Linked DNA regions of Anser cygnoides: region 1 is linked to region 2. The links are chromatin contacts, called in public Hi-C maps. All regions are on one chromosome and are shown on one strand. The core of a region is the stretch at or near the end of the contact, and the rest is flanking DNA. Distances in the headings are between cores, read along the strand shown. Region 1 overlaps JPH1 (junctophilin 1). Region 2 overlaps ELOC (elongin C).

The links. A called contact is a pair of places that touch in the nucleus more often than the background predicts.
Region 1: a Hi-C map of liver shows a contact between it and region 2, with 4 times the contacts expected there. The contact joins two enhancer-like sites. A contact is called at or near these places in 2 of 7 Hi-C or Micro-C datasets (both in liver).

The regions. Positions count from the first base shown.
Region 1 is chr2:130,334,239-130,341,393 of Taihu_goose_T2T_genome, reverse strand. JPH1 (junctophilin 1) reads left to right here. Exons shown (of 6, transcript XM_048077035.2): 3 at 3,086-3,204. Among named protein-coding and RNA genes, the nearest start is that of JPH1, 56 kb to the left of the region's middle. Within about 2 kb of position 3,558, at least 2 of the 3 cell types and tissues checked have open chromatin away from gene starts, as enhancers often do. A contact at or near this core is called in liver, where this site is marked.
Region 2 is chr2:130,203,566-130,210,056 of Taihu_goose_T2T_genome, reverse strand. It overlaps ELOC (elongin C), which reads left to right. Exons shown (of 4, transcript XM_048077028.2): 4 at 1-123. Among named protein-coding and RNA genes, the nearest start is that of UBE2W, 5.3 kb to the right of the region's middle. Within about 2 kb of position 1,571, at least 2 of the 3 cell types and tissues checked have open chromatin away from gene starts, as enhancers often do. A contact at or near this core is called in liver, where this site is marked.

The DNA.
Region 1 (7,155 bases), core at 2,309-4,808, 130 kb before region 2:
TGTTGCAGCAAGAGATGTGGAGTTCTCTGGGGAAGAAAAAAAAAACAACAATTCTCAAGTAGATAGTGGCTGATTTCAACTTGATGATATATCAAGTCACAGGCTTAAATGGCCATGATTAATTACTGATAATAAACAAAACTTCAAGACTTTACAGTGACAAAATTATTCCAGGGCACAAGTTCAAGAAATAGGCTTTCCTGCACTGTATAGAGCGTGAGTGGAACAAATGAGTTGCATTTCAGTAGGGCTGTCTGGCTTTGGTATCTCTCCCTTATAAAAGTTGTTATTCAAAACCCACATCTCTCTCCACAGTCTCTGCTAATAGTCCCCACTAGTCGGGGAGTGCAGGGCAGAATAGAGCAAGTACAACAAAACATAGTGCCAAGCAGGAGTTACTCTAAGCAGGCAATTTGGAAAACACACAGGCAAATCAAAGAAAGAATGAAAAAGAAAAGAATATTAAATAGCAACAGAAAAATATTTGAGTCTGCAACAAGTAAGCATGCATGAAGTGAAAAAATGTCTGAATATACGATTGCAAATTGAGACCAGAAAGTACACATTGCTAGTTGGCCAGTAAAGCATCCAAATGCCAAGGTGCTAAATAGCAAATAACGCAAATAATGACGAGCCCTTGTTCACAGATGGAGTGTGCAGCCCTGTGTTATACAGAGCTATATGCTGCCCACTTCTCTTCTTTCGGCATTTGCCAAGTGTCGTTCGTGGATGATGCTTGCTGAAGAAGCCAGCAGGGAGATGTCTTGGTACAGCCACGTGCTCACATTTCTGGCTGGCTGCAGCTACAAAGGCGGCAGAACGGCAGGAAGTGAAAGGCAAAAGAAGAAGTAAAAGGTGAAAGATAAGGCAGCCAAGCAAAACAGCACTCATTTGCCTTCTGTTCCACTGGCTTCTTCCTGCTGTGACTTGCTTCTGCCCAGCTTCACGTGGCTAAGCTTCACTAGCTCGTTCCTTGAGTAACTGCCATTCCTTCACTGCTTCAGTACGTGTTAGACAGGATGTTTCTTGGGTGTAATACTACAAAAATTCACAAGCATCAATAAACAACTGGCAGTATGTTTTCCTGGTGCTGGCCATTTAGTATACTAGCTTTTAAAGTGTCTACTGCTGCTGTGACAATAGCGTTAGACTATTTTTATATGGGAATAGTCTAGTTGTTCTATCATCACAAAAGGGTGATCAGAGTCTAGTTTATCCATGTGCAGACTACATTATTGTCTCATAAAACAATGTCCCAGTGCTATGATTGCTTCATTAGGTTTACGCTACATAGACATAATTATGCAGGAGCTAAGAATAGCTCATCTAATTGAAAATAATGATTATAGAGAAAGAACAGTTTTGATTGCTGTTACTGAACAAGCACATACCGTACAACCCTTCATGAACTGCACAGAACACATATGGGATTATAACATGTTTGTTTTGATTAACAGTTTCTTTCCTGATCCTGACTACAAGTCAAAGGTGTTATCGCTTATTTCCTCATTATAATCTTCTTTTTGGAGACCTAGAGGGACCGATGAGAAAGCAACATAAGCTGATATTTATCCGTTAAATTATGACAAGTTAAGCTTTGAAATAACATTCAACATTTATCCACACACACATTTTGGGGAGGATGTAACTTAAATAAATCTTCTCTAGGCACCACAGATGAAACTATGTGTTTTTTTATGTCTGTGTTTGTACTACTACCCTATGAGATTAAGCATCTTTTTAGAAATGCAAAGTCTGCAATACTGTTAATCTCTTGGTGCTCATTCAGTTCAATACTAACATTTAATTCTTCCTGTGTCTAGAACACATAGAACTCTTCTTCATTCCTTGCAAATAAAACTATTTTTTTACATAGAAATCACTGAAAGTTTGGGGGTTTCATTTATATGGCTACTGTTGATGTTATCACCCAGCTTTTGGGATAAAAATTGCAGCTTTTGTTGTCCTGCTAATTTATTCTTACTTAAATGTAAGCTTTCTGCTAGAATGCTATGAGAAAATTCCTGAGATCATAAAATTGAATATAACTGTTTTAGAAATGTTATGACTCTCTCTAGAGGCTCTGAAAAACTCTGCTGTTTTGCCATGTTTAGCTTCCCCTCGGTTCTAATGAAGCATTTTATAGCTCTAGGCTATGTGCTAGCACTGCAGAGACACAGAGATCACTGCCATCAGGAATTTCTATACAGATGACCATTTAAAAAATGAAGTGGTGAGGGAAGATGGGACAAACAGCAATGCAGTTGTGCAGTAACACAGCTATCAATTTGCACAGTCAGGAGTGACAGGCACTTGCACAAGCTCTTCTTGAGTCCTTTTTAAAAATAACAGAAGAAAAAAGGGGAAGCAGAGTGAAGATTACTTTATGAAAGCATTCCAAACTCTTGTCTTGACTTCAGAAAAGTTGCCTTTTCAGATTGTTTTGGATTTGAAATTAAGTGAATTAGAAGAATTTAGAAGTGTTAAGTCCCCATTTATATAAATGACTATTGAAGCATCAAACACATATTTTCTATCCGATTCTTTTCCAACATGGTCTGACTGTGGAACACATTTCTCAAATTTTGGGGACAATATACCTCAATTTTGCCCTTCCCCCAGTATTGAACATTAACTTTGAAATGTTGTAAAGGTGTTTTTAAAGGCATTCCACAGTCCCTTTGAACACCATGTGTCCTGGTCTCACAGACCCCTGTTTGGGAGTCAGTGTAGTGTCCCAGTCTGACCTTCTGTGTTCTTCTGTGTATTAGCATTTGACCAAATAATCATAATCTCAGTTTCAATTAGATACCTTTTTTTTTTCTATTGAGAAAGTTAAATATTAAGCCAAGTTGTGAATTGTGTACCTACAAGTAAATGTGATACAAGGGTGAGCAGGACTGAAAAACTGACTAACACGTCGATTGTTGAATACTTTGATTTGCAGTGATTTGCAGCACATGGGACTAACTGAACTATGCAGTACAGTGCACAATAGCTAAGGGCAGCTGGACTTTACTCTTGCATTATTGATGCAACTCATAATAGACGCCTCTGCATATAAACTGTTTTCTACTCTGTACAGAACGGCACATGCCAGAGCTAAAGCTGATGCCGCAGATCAGGCCGCTCAGTCTGCTCGCCAGGAATGTGATATTGCAAGAGCAGTTGCCAGAGAACTTTCACCAAATTTCTACCAACCAGGTAATTATAGATCGGTTTTGTTTTGTGGCCAGTCTTTTTTCTTGCAGTAGAAAGGTTCTGTGTTAAATTAAAAAGTTTATTCCATTTTGAATGTTGTTTATACAGAAGCAGTAGTTATGTGACAGTAATGAAGACTGCATGTTCCTCAGGGTGGTTTTGTTTTCATTTTGTAATTATTTGTTGACTGTTGCTTTGTATAAAACAGTGCCCAAAAGTCAGTATCAAGCATACAGCTTTGTCTGAAGTTAATCGCTTCTTCAGAACGATGTCAATGTAAGACTTCAGAGAACATAAATCAACAGAAATTCAGGTTGTTTTTGTGGAGTGTTCATTATGGGAAAGATCCTTTTTACTATCTGAGGGAAATTTTGACAGTCTTGGCTAGCTAAGGCCTGAGCTCTGGAGAATGCTTTGCCATTGCACATCTATAACTCGTGAGGGACTCTTTCCTCTTATGCCTGTGGTGCTCTGTGGAAGATTAGTCCCAGACTCAGGATATCATGGCATCAATTCTGTGTCACCTAATTCTGTGTTACACTGCAACACATTTTCACCAGTCACATGGTTTGAAAAGTTGCTGTAAAAGAAGTAATGTGTTTTTTACCTTGTTTTTCCAGTGTCTTTTTATTAGGTTAATATTTTTGCGTGCTGCTCTTTAGCTTAAGGTTGAATAGGTGAAATGGATCTTCATTTATGCAAGTTAATGTATTTTCAGAATTTTGTCCTTTCTTTCACCTGTCAAATGAGTTTTTATATCATTTATTACTTTTCAAGGACTTGTCTGCATTTTTCTTCTAAAATAGATTATTGTGTACACTTACTGTAATTTTCTGCAGATACAAACCCCTTTGTCCTTAAAGGTACTACTACATAGTACAGGCTAGTACTATGACCCCATAATTGAAGAACTATCTTTTCAACTTTTTCTAACAATCCACATTTCCTTCATTTTCAATGTATATCACTACAAATAACTGGTTCATAAGTCATTATTGTCAGTTAGGCTAAACAGCACTTTTTTTTTTTGCTTTATTTCTAAGTATTCTGTTGTAGAGCGCAATCTGTGTATATTGGGGTTGGGAGGGTTGGGGCTTTATTTTTTTATTTGTTTAGTACATAAGTCAAAGGCTGGTCACCTCATGCAGGTTAGAATCTCCATTCCCCTTATTAACCTTCCTTTGTATCCATCCTGGTTTAAATGTGTCTTTCTTTAACATGTGTGACCAGAACTGTAGGCAGTGCTCAACAGAAGTAATTGCAGCAATAAGACTACTGGCTTTAACATGGTATCACTATGTACCTTTCACTGTTGGAAATTACCTCAATACTTCCTCTTCTGTGGACTCATCATATCAGTGGCCCACATTTACTCCTGTGATACCAAAGTCTTTTTTTTTTTTCATTATTTCATTATTTCACAAACTGATGAACTCCCAGTTTATAGCAGCAGTTCATCTTACTGGTCATAAGTTAAGTCATAGGTTCAGTCATGCAGAGAACTAATAGCAAGGACCCTGTCAAAGGAAAGCTTGACAGAGAATAGAAACGAAGGAGTTAAAGCACTTGGAGTGGAAGTATTTCAAAGCTGCTGAATCCTTGAAATAAGGAAATGGCTAGAATACTCAAGAGAAAATGGAAACGTGTGATGGTGTGAAATGCGACACCAAAAAATCCACCAGATAGAGAATTTGTTAGGTGTCTTTTTTTACTTCCTGCCACAGGATAGGAAGTAACATTGCTGACAAATTGGCTGAGATCTGGGGAGAGAAGGTGTAGGATTCTTATTTTCCTCTCACTTAAACTTTTATTTCAGTTACCAAAGGCAAGGGTTTGTATTCTTTCCCCCATTCCAGCTCTGTGTGTCCACAGTGAGTTACAAAACTTTTCTCAACATCTTCTAACTCTATTCTTTGTATGGAAATGTCTATCAATTAGTTAGCTAGTTGTCAAAAGATAAATATCTCTTATGGAATCTAAATTTTACATTTCCTAATTATTTTCAGGGTGGCTGGATATTTGTATACATTTGAAAAGATTGTTATTCCCTTTGCTTGGATAACCTCAAGATGCTGAGATTTTGACTAAATTTCACTTATTCCAAATAAGCTGCAGCAAAACACCAGTTTTGTACATCATTGTGATGCTTTCAGGTATTACTGTGTCAGAGAGCCTTTTCATCCTCAGTGTTCATGATGTCTTCTTCAGATACATTCTTCCAGAGCGGTACCAGTTAACCCTGAGACTCACATGTACAAGTGCTTGCTTATTTATATATTTCTCACATGCCATACTATGAGTGATAGGGCAATACTAGCAATAACTTTTGTCATTTAAGATAATAAAATAAAAATACATTTTTAAAATATTTACATTCCCTCACACAAACAGCAGCAAGTATCTGCTCTTCGAGTAGCATTTTTGTATGTTTGAATGAAAACAAGGTAAGCATTGTTGCCTCCTAATAGCAATTTCTCAGTTTTCTTCTGTTGCTTGAGCTTTTTAGTTTTACAATTCCTTTTTAAGCTTCTGTTAGTGCTTCTAAAAGCTAATGACACACGTTGTATCTCAGTTTGTGAAACTATTGTTAAGAGAAAGCTTACCATTGTGCTAAATTGTCTTGAAAATTACTTATGTGTGGGAAAGCGTAATTTTTCTCTCTTTGCTTCAGCTGCTTAGAATGGTAAACAAACATGCTGTCAGCAAGAACCAAATGTATGTAGCAAATCAACAAGAAAGAGAGAAGAAACGTGAAATACGTATAACTCTCCGTAAACAAGTTAAGCATTTTTGTCTGTCTTAAGGAGTGATCTCTGCACTACCTGAGACCTAAGTCCGTTTAAATATTTGAAAATCTTTGATAAAGCTCTTAAATTTCAGATTCTTAAAATATAGCCTTCTGGGCCATATATCCTAGAATTATACAAAATTTATAATTACAGTGAGTATTCATAACTCATTGTACCATGACAGTTCTCACTTCCCAATTACTTTCTCTTCATTTAAATTTTATGTTCATTAAGACATTCACCAGAAGCTGCCAAGATGTTCTAGCTTTGTAATGTAGTTTAAAAGGAGATTGAAATGAGAACAAAGCGTTAGGAAGCAAAGCAACAAATAATGATGTCAGTCTGAATCATGAATGTTGAGGTGCCATAGGAATCTTCATATTTAATTTTCCCAGTAATTAATTTCCTTAATATTTGCATATTAGGAAAGCAAGCATGAGTAAGTGTGATTGAAAAGGTTGATCTAGGGGTTCATAAGGTTGCAGGGAGCTGTTTTCTCTAAGCTCGTTCATGCTAGACTCAGACAAGATTCTGCTAGTGGTTGATAGCAATGAAGATGGCATATCTTTGTAGAGCCCTATCCTCAAGGTTGTAGGTTTTGTATATTTAGCAAATGTTGCGGACTTTATTGAGGCCAGACTTTACAGGCCTTTTTATTGCTAAATACAACGAATTTTGAGAAATCCCAGCTCTGACCTGTTTGTTTCCTCTAGGGATCACTAAACTTGTAGATGTGTCAGAAAAGAGCATGTTAGGACAGGAAACAAATGAAACCTGAGCCATTTTCTCAGTCAAGGGAGTTATCCAAGGACAGTTTGAGTGTTTTTTTTTGTTTGTTTGTTTTGTTTTGTTTTTTCTCAGAGAAAACCAGTAAAAGTGGTTTTGTGTCTCTTGTGAAAGCCTAGAGAAGGGTAAATGACTAATGGAAGTACTGTATCAAAGACGTAACAGACAAGAAAGGCTTTTGGCACCCAGTAAAAAGGGAGAAGATTGTTCTAGTCCTGCATAAGTTTAATGGATGCTGTGACTTATCCATTCATGCTAAATTCTACAAGCCATCTCTAGCATATACTCCTGTAAACACACTGTCAGGAGGTAAGCTAAAGTATGAACTTGCACAGACTGGACAGCTAAGCTGTAATTGTCTGTGTACATATATATCCTG
Region 2 (6,491 bases), core at 322-2,821:
GGCAGAGGGAATTAGTGCAATTTACTTGGTAGTGACATGGGTATGCTATTAACAGACAATTGGAAACTTGCCACGCTTAACCCCTGAGTTCTAAATAAATTTCAAAGTTGAAAATTTTTAAAACTGTGTTTCTGTTGATTTGATTTGTGACCTCTTAGAGCGGGTGTTCTGCTGTAGAATCATAGTTCTCGTGAATTGTGTGGTGAGCAAACTGCTAATATTGAAACTAGTATTTGGGTGAAAGATGGTGAAACACCATGGATGATACTAAAAGGTTTCTTCATAGTTCTGAAGAGATTCATGAATTTAGTTAGTGCTTAGATCTCTTCCAGCTCCTCCTAATTGTAACTAGTCAGTTCTCCAAAGAACTGACAGCATACTGAAAGTGCCTGGTATTCCTAAACAGCCTTGAAGAGTCTTTAAAGACAGTCTTTAAAGACAGCCTTTAAAGACTTTGTGGGTCCTGTAATACTGAACTCCCTTTTGCTTGGTAAGCTAGTCCTGTATCTGGTGATTAACGTTTTAAACAAGTTCTGATTTAGCCATGAAAAGTTGCAAAGTCTTTACCAATTGTAAGCAACGAGGAAAGTCCTGCAACGTTATGATTTTTCATAGTATAAGGTGGTGAAGAAGTCTCTGGTGGCCTCCCAGCGTGAAATGGACTGTGTATCTGGAACAATCCAAACTCTGTTTTACAAGACTTTAAATTCCCTTTTGGCTTTGAGGTTCAAGAAAAGAGAGATTGTCATCAAGATTCACCAGGCCGTTATATTCAACAACTGCATCGAACACAATATTTAAAAGGCTTTTCTGAAGTAATGGTATTAAATGTGGAAAATCTGTTGCTTCTGCTCGCATTTACAAATTACAGTATATACACCAATGTCATAAATAGCAGCAGTGGCTATTTGATTTTTCTCCCCTTCTTGTTTTTACAATCCCATTGAAAGGGGTAGTTTTTACTATCCCCAAACCTACCTAAATCTTTTGGTTTATATAATGAAGTAGACAAGGGAATTATTGGCACAGAAGTAACTTTTCAGGCCATGTTTTTCCTTTTTTTTTTTTTTTTTTTCTTTTGGTCTCAATTGTTGCATTGTAATTTAACCGTACCAGCTACTGCAGAGTCAACAAAATCACAACACTAGTGTGTCGGTGCTAATGAGAAATAGCAGATTTTCCTAGCTGAAACTAACAGTGAAGGCTGGGCTGTAAGCTTAGTTTCAACAACTGGGAGAGAAAAAGCAGGAACTCTTATTTTAAGATTGAGTGAATCTGGAAATAAAACTGTAATGCTCTTTTTAAAATACAGGTGGATCAAAGCTCTGTAATTAGCAAATGAGGCATTTGGTGTTTTTTCCCATGGAAAATGTCCAGCTTTAAAGGATTTTTTGACAAACAATAAATTGGATTGAAGTGGGATTTCTTCTTAAATGTAGCTCACTAGGTGGCAATGTTATGGGAACATATCAACACTGTGACCTCAATGTGTTGCACAACAGCGGGAAGATCCAGAAAAGAGCACATAGATTTTGTGATTATTAGTCATCTACAAAGCTTGCTTGAGTGTTGTCAGTAGGGCAGCCGAGAGAGAAGAATGTTGACTTTATCAGTTCAGGTTTTAACGAGTGTTGCATGTCATGAAATAAAGCTTCGAGCGCGATGCTTCTACAAACATAGGTTATGGTGCAATCCCTCTTCTGTGGGAGAAAGGTCACTGAGATTAAAAAAAAAAAAAAAAGTTCGGTCATCACCATGTTAATGTTTTATGCTTACAGGGTAGAGGATTTTCCTCCCACACTCTGTGGGAGGAGAATAATGATGTAAGATCACAATTACTCTGTAACAAATGGACTTCTTCAACTTTTTCTCCTCTTAAACTTATGTACTCGGACGATTTTCAAGACATTCATCATGCAGTATTTTGTAGCCTCACTTGTTCAGGGTAGCATTTGGAAAATTAACGTTCTCCTTAAAATATATTCATCACTTTACATTGGTGAAAGTAACAACCCGAGAGCTTTTAGATAAATTAAAACCTTACTGTGCAATGGTAAAGTTACTGGTTTTCAGGATAGTTTCATGCAATTAATGAGTTTGAGGAGGGAAATTAATGGTACTCCTTATATATTGAATGTCAGATTCTTTTGAAGTTAAAGCCAAATACTGTGAATTCTTTCAATATTAATTGTTAATTAATTAAAACTGCTTTTTCAGATGAAAGTTCATAGCTTAGGCTTCTCTTCCCATGTAAAAAAATACTACGGATATCCTACTTGCGCCTAATAATAGCCAACCGTTATCTTCAAAATCCCAATTACACAAAACCATAAGTAATGCATAATTAATGTCTTAGGTTGCTACAAATTGTTGATATTCTGCTCAGTAAAACAACAGAGGACTTGTTAGGCAGGTTAACTATCTCTTGCACAAATTGTTTGGTATTGCTGAGCCTGAAAAACGTCTAGGATCTATTTGCATTTGGCATTTCATCTATCTTTTCATACAGGGAAAAGCTTCCTGCATTACCATACTAGATTGGACATACAATGCTTTCCAGAAGTGAGACTCCATTTGAGTCAGAATTATTTCTAGCAAATTACTCGAAACATGTAAATCATATCCCAATGTCACACTATCATTTAAGCTGCTTTCAGATTTGTCATAGAGCACTTATGAGAAATATTTAACTTGTAATAAATAACTATGATTTAACAAGAGAACTGCCTGAAAATATTTGCTGAAATAGTCAAGTAACCGCTCATCCTTTTTGTTTTCTTAACATCATACTCTGTATGAAGTCTTTCCCAAGGGACGCTCAAAAAAAACAAAGCCTAACCAACAGGCTGAATCAGTGACATCTTGGTGTACAAGCCTGCAAACTGAAATTCTGTAAGCTCTGTACATAGCAGGCAGTCTCTGGTGATGGCAGTGCCCAGTGTGATGTGCACATTTGGAGGATTTGTTTTTCATCGTGCTGGAGCTGCGATAGCTTAGTGTACGGCTCTGTAAGCCACCCAAGACGTCTTTTCTCCAGCAAATGTATCTTGCTTCTAGACCAGCATGACTAAACAGCTACACAGACCTGAAAATTTCCTGTCAGCATCTTCTGCATTGGTTGTGGAGTCTGAGTCACTTCTGTGCATCTCCGATAACCAGCTTAGTAGGTATTCACATACCCCTTGGGCTTAGCTGAGAAGCTTTCTGTTCAGAGTCTTTATAAAGATTAAACAAACAACCTAAACGACAATGCTATTTGAATCTTAAATGTATTTATTATCACTGAGCAGAGTCTGAACCTTGTATTTGATAGATGCCGTAATCAACCTGCTTACACGGGCTCTGGATAACGCTTTTTATGTGGCAGAACTTTTCACAATTACATAACAACAAGCTTTTTAATCTGTTTATCTATTCTTTGATTACGGGTCCTACACCATCCTCATTATTTACATTTTTATAGCTTTTATCTTTATAAGTATTTATCTTTACAGGATTTCTAAGAGTTATAGGAGTACTGGTGCCAAAGGCGTGGCTTGACAGTTACTTCAAAATGGTGATTGCAGCATATTACTAGAACAGGCAGTTCCCCTTCTTGCCATGGCCACGTGTTCTCCTTCTTCCCTGGCAGTAACTATAACTGTGCGTCCACAGAATAGGCCAGGTTATTTTTTTCTGATCTGATGGAAAAACATTTTGGTAAGTAACCATTATGCATGATGAAGCCCTGCTCTCCTGGAAGTGGCTGAACATCTGCATGACAATGGGAAGTAATGAATGAATTCCTTGTTTTGCTTGGCTTGTGCACGCAACTTTTTCTTTATGTATTAAAGTGTCTTCATCTGAATTCACAAATTTTCTTACTTCTACCTTTTTGATTCTCTTCCCCACCCCTCTGGGGGAAGAGTGAGCGAGCGGCTGTATGGTGCTCAGCTGCCTGCCAGGATTAAACCACAAAATGGTTTCAGTCTTCCTGTGGCTAAACTGAAAGCCACAGATCACTTGCAAAATTGATAAATCCTGCATAAGAGAAGAAATGGAAGCACATGACATCTGAGAATGGGATCACTCATGCTGTGTTTTCTCCCATATCGGGAATAAGGTGAAACCTTTCCCTTTGCCTCCATTCACTCCTTTAACTGACGTGGAACAGAAGCGATAAATGTGCCTGTTACTATTAAGAACTGAGTAAGACAAAATTAGAAGAAGCCATTGATGAAAACCCTACATTATCAGTAAGAAATAAAACAGCAACACAATTTCAACAGGTCAAAAACATATGAAAATGTAGCATATTTTTCATTTTTAGCGATGTATGCAATTAATTTGTCTTCTCGATACAATTTTGTCTTGGTTTGATTCCACACCTTTTACTAGCATGATGCAGACCGCTTTCTGCAGGTGCATCAAGCGTGTGTTTATCAGATCTCTGTTCCACAGACTTTTTAAGCTCAGTACCCTTAAACTGGCAGTGGAAGAAGTTGGCACAAGTCCTCTGTGAGGTATGTAGTCCTCCATGCTCCTGAGACGTAGTCTCCTGGCACTGCAGATTATGGTTGCTGTGTCACTGGAGTAACAAAGGGAGGTTAATGTCAATGTGCAGTTAAATTCCGTGCAAGATAGAGATAAGATGGAAAGCTACAAACAAGTACAGTGTACAAAGACAAAAGAAATCAAGCACGTGTTACAGTGGCAGAAATTGTAAAGAAACAGGTTGTGATAGTTTGGTATATAGAAGAATGATACAGGAAAAGGGAGACCAGAGGAAAAAAAATGTTTGGTAACGATAATGGAGGGAATGGAATATAAAACTATAAGAACCCCAATCAAGAAACATATTTGACTTTTGTGAAACTGGTTAGATACATCAGAAGATTATCTAACAAATGCAGACTGAATATTGATTGCATTTTTTTCTGTAAATATAGGTAATGCAAACCATGAAATGGGTTTTTAGATCACATTCATGAATGTTTTCAGGTACATTTTCAGTAGGAGGTACAGTTGCAATTTCATGATTTGCACTATATATATATTAGATATGAGTCATAACCGCGTATTTGATCAGATCAATACAAAATACCTCCTGAAATAATGCAGATACCACATTAAAGCCCTCTTACCTCTAAAGCTTTGAGTATTTGGGATCTAGGACTCCAAACTTGGAAGCTTCTGGCAAAACTTAAGTTTACTTGTGCAGGATGAGACTGCACTGGCCAAATACTAGAGATTTATTTCATTAAAAACAAACAAACAAACAAAAACCAAAACCCAAACAACTCCCCCAACCCCCCCCCCCAAAAAAAAAAAAAAAGCCACCAAGAATTTTTCATTTCTGCTTTGGCTATCTCTACACCTGCAAGAGATTAGGAAGGTTTAACTGCACAAGTGTTTTCTCCCATATTTCGTATAGGTAAAGGTCAATGCTGAAATGAACAGCAAATTACAATATAACCAACTCATTGTGAAATCTTCCCACTCTGGGATCTGGGGCTTTTTGTTGTTTAGATTACTGAGTAATTTAGAACAAAGAATACTATGAGCCATCACAAAGTCAGGAACAGAACAGTATTTAAAGAAGAAAATACTGATATTCATAAAAAAAACTCTTCCTGAGAGTCTGCTAATAGTATTTGTTTCCTTATTATGCTTGAGGGATTGAATCCCTGTGGCATTATGCACTGTACAAACAGTTACTAAAAAGCACTGCCTGCCATCCAGGTGATGGAGACATGGGGAAGGAGAAAAAAAAAACAATAAAACACAGGAATAAAAATGTTGCACAAATATATTATGGAATTGCATTACACCTGGAAAAAAAAAAAAAAAAAGATGTGTAGTAGAAAAAATACATTTGGTATAAGAACAAACTATTCAAAGTGAATTTAGGATGGGTTCTGGTCATGAATTTCAGCTGCAGAATGACTGTTTGGTCTCTTACACATTCAGTTAAGACGGGGTGGGAAGTAGTCCATTTGTGCTTTATCATTTATGCAAAGGGCAGACCCTGTTCCTTGCTTTTCATGTCTGCTATCCTCAGGAATGGAATTTGCAACTGGAGGAAGTTATCTCAGTAAACAATATTTTAGTCCAAAATGTGGTAGGTGCCTTTATTTTTAAGATCAAAAAGTTACTGTAATAAAATAAAATTCAAAAAAAAAAAAAAGACTTCTGGAACTTAAGGGTAGTTAAAAGGTTAAGAGTGTTTTCCAAAGCAGCTTCTTGGCCAGAGACAATTTTTCTTTATTACAGAGTGGAACTTGTATTTTTATTGGTTACAGTTAGCGTAAGGCTACAAGGCTGTTCTCTTCATGCAAAACTAGCTTGCTGGCGTTCATACACTTAGGCCTTTTCATATCTTCTGACCTTGAAAAGGGTTTTCTAGAACATGGTTAAGAAACTGAATACAATGGACTCAAATCAGTTTTATCTCCCTGTGATGACAACAACACGAATAGTCAATATGTCCATGTTTATAGCTGAACACATGT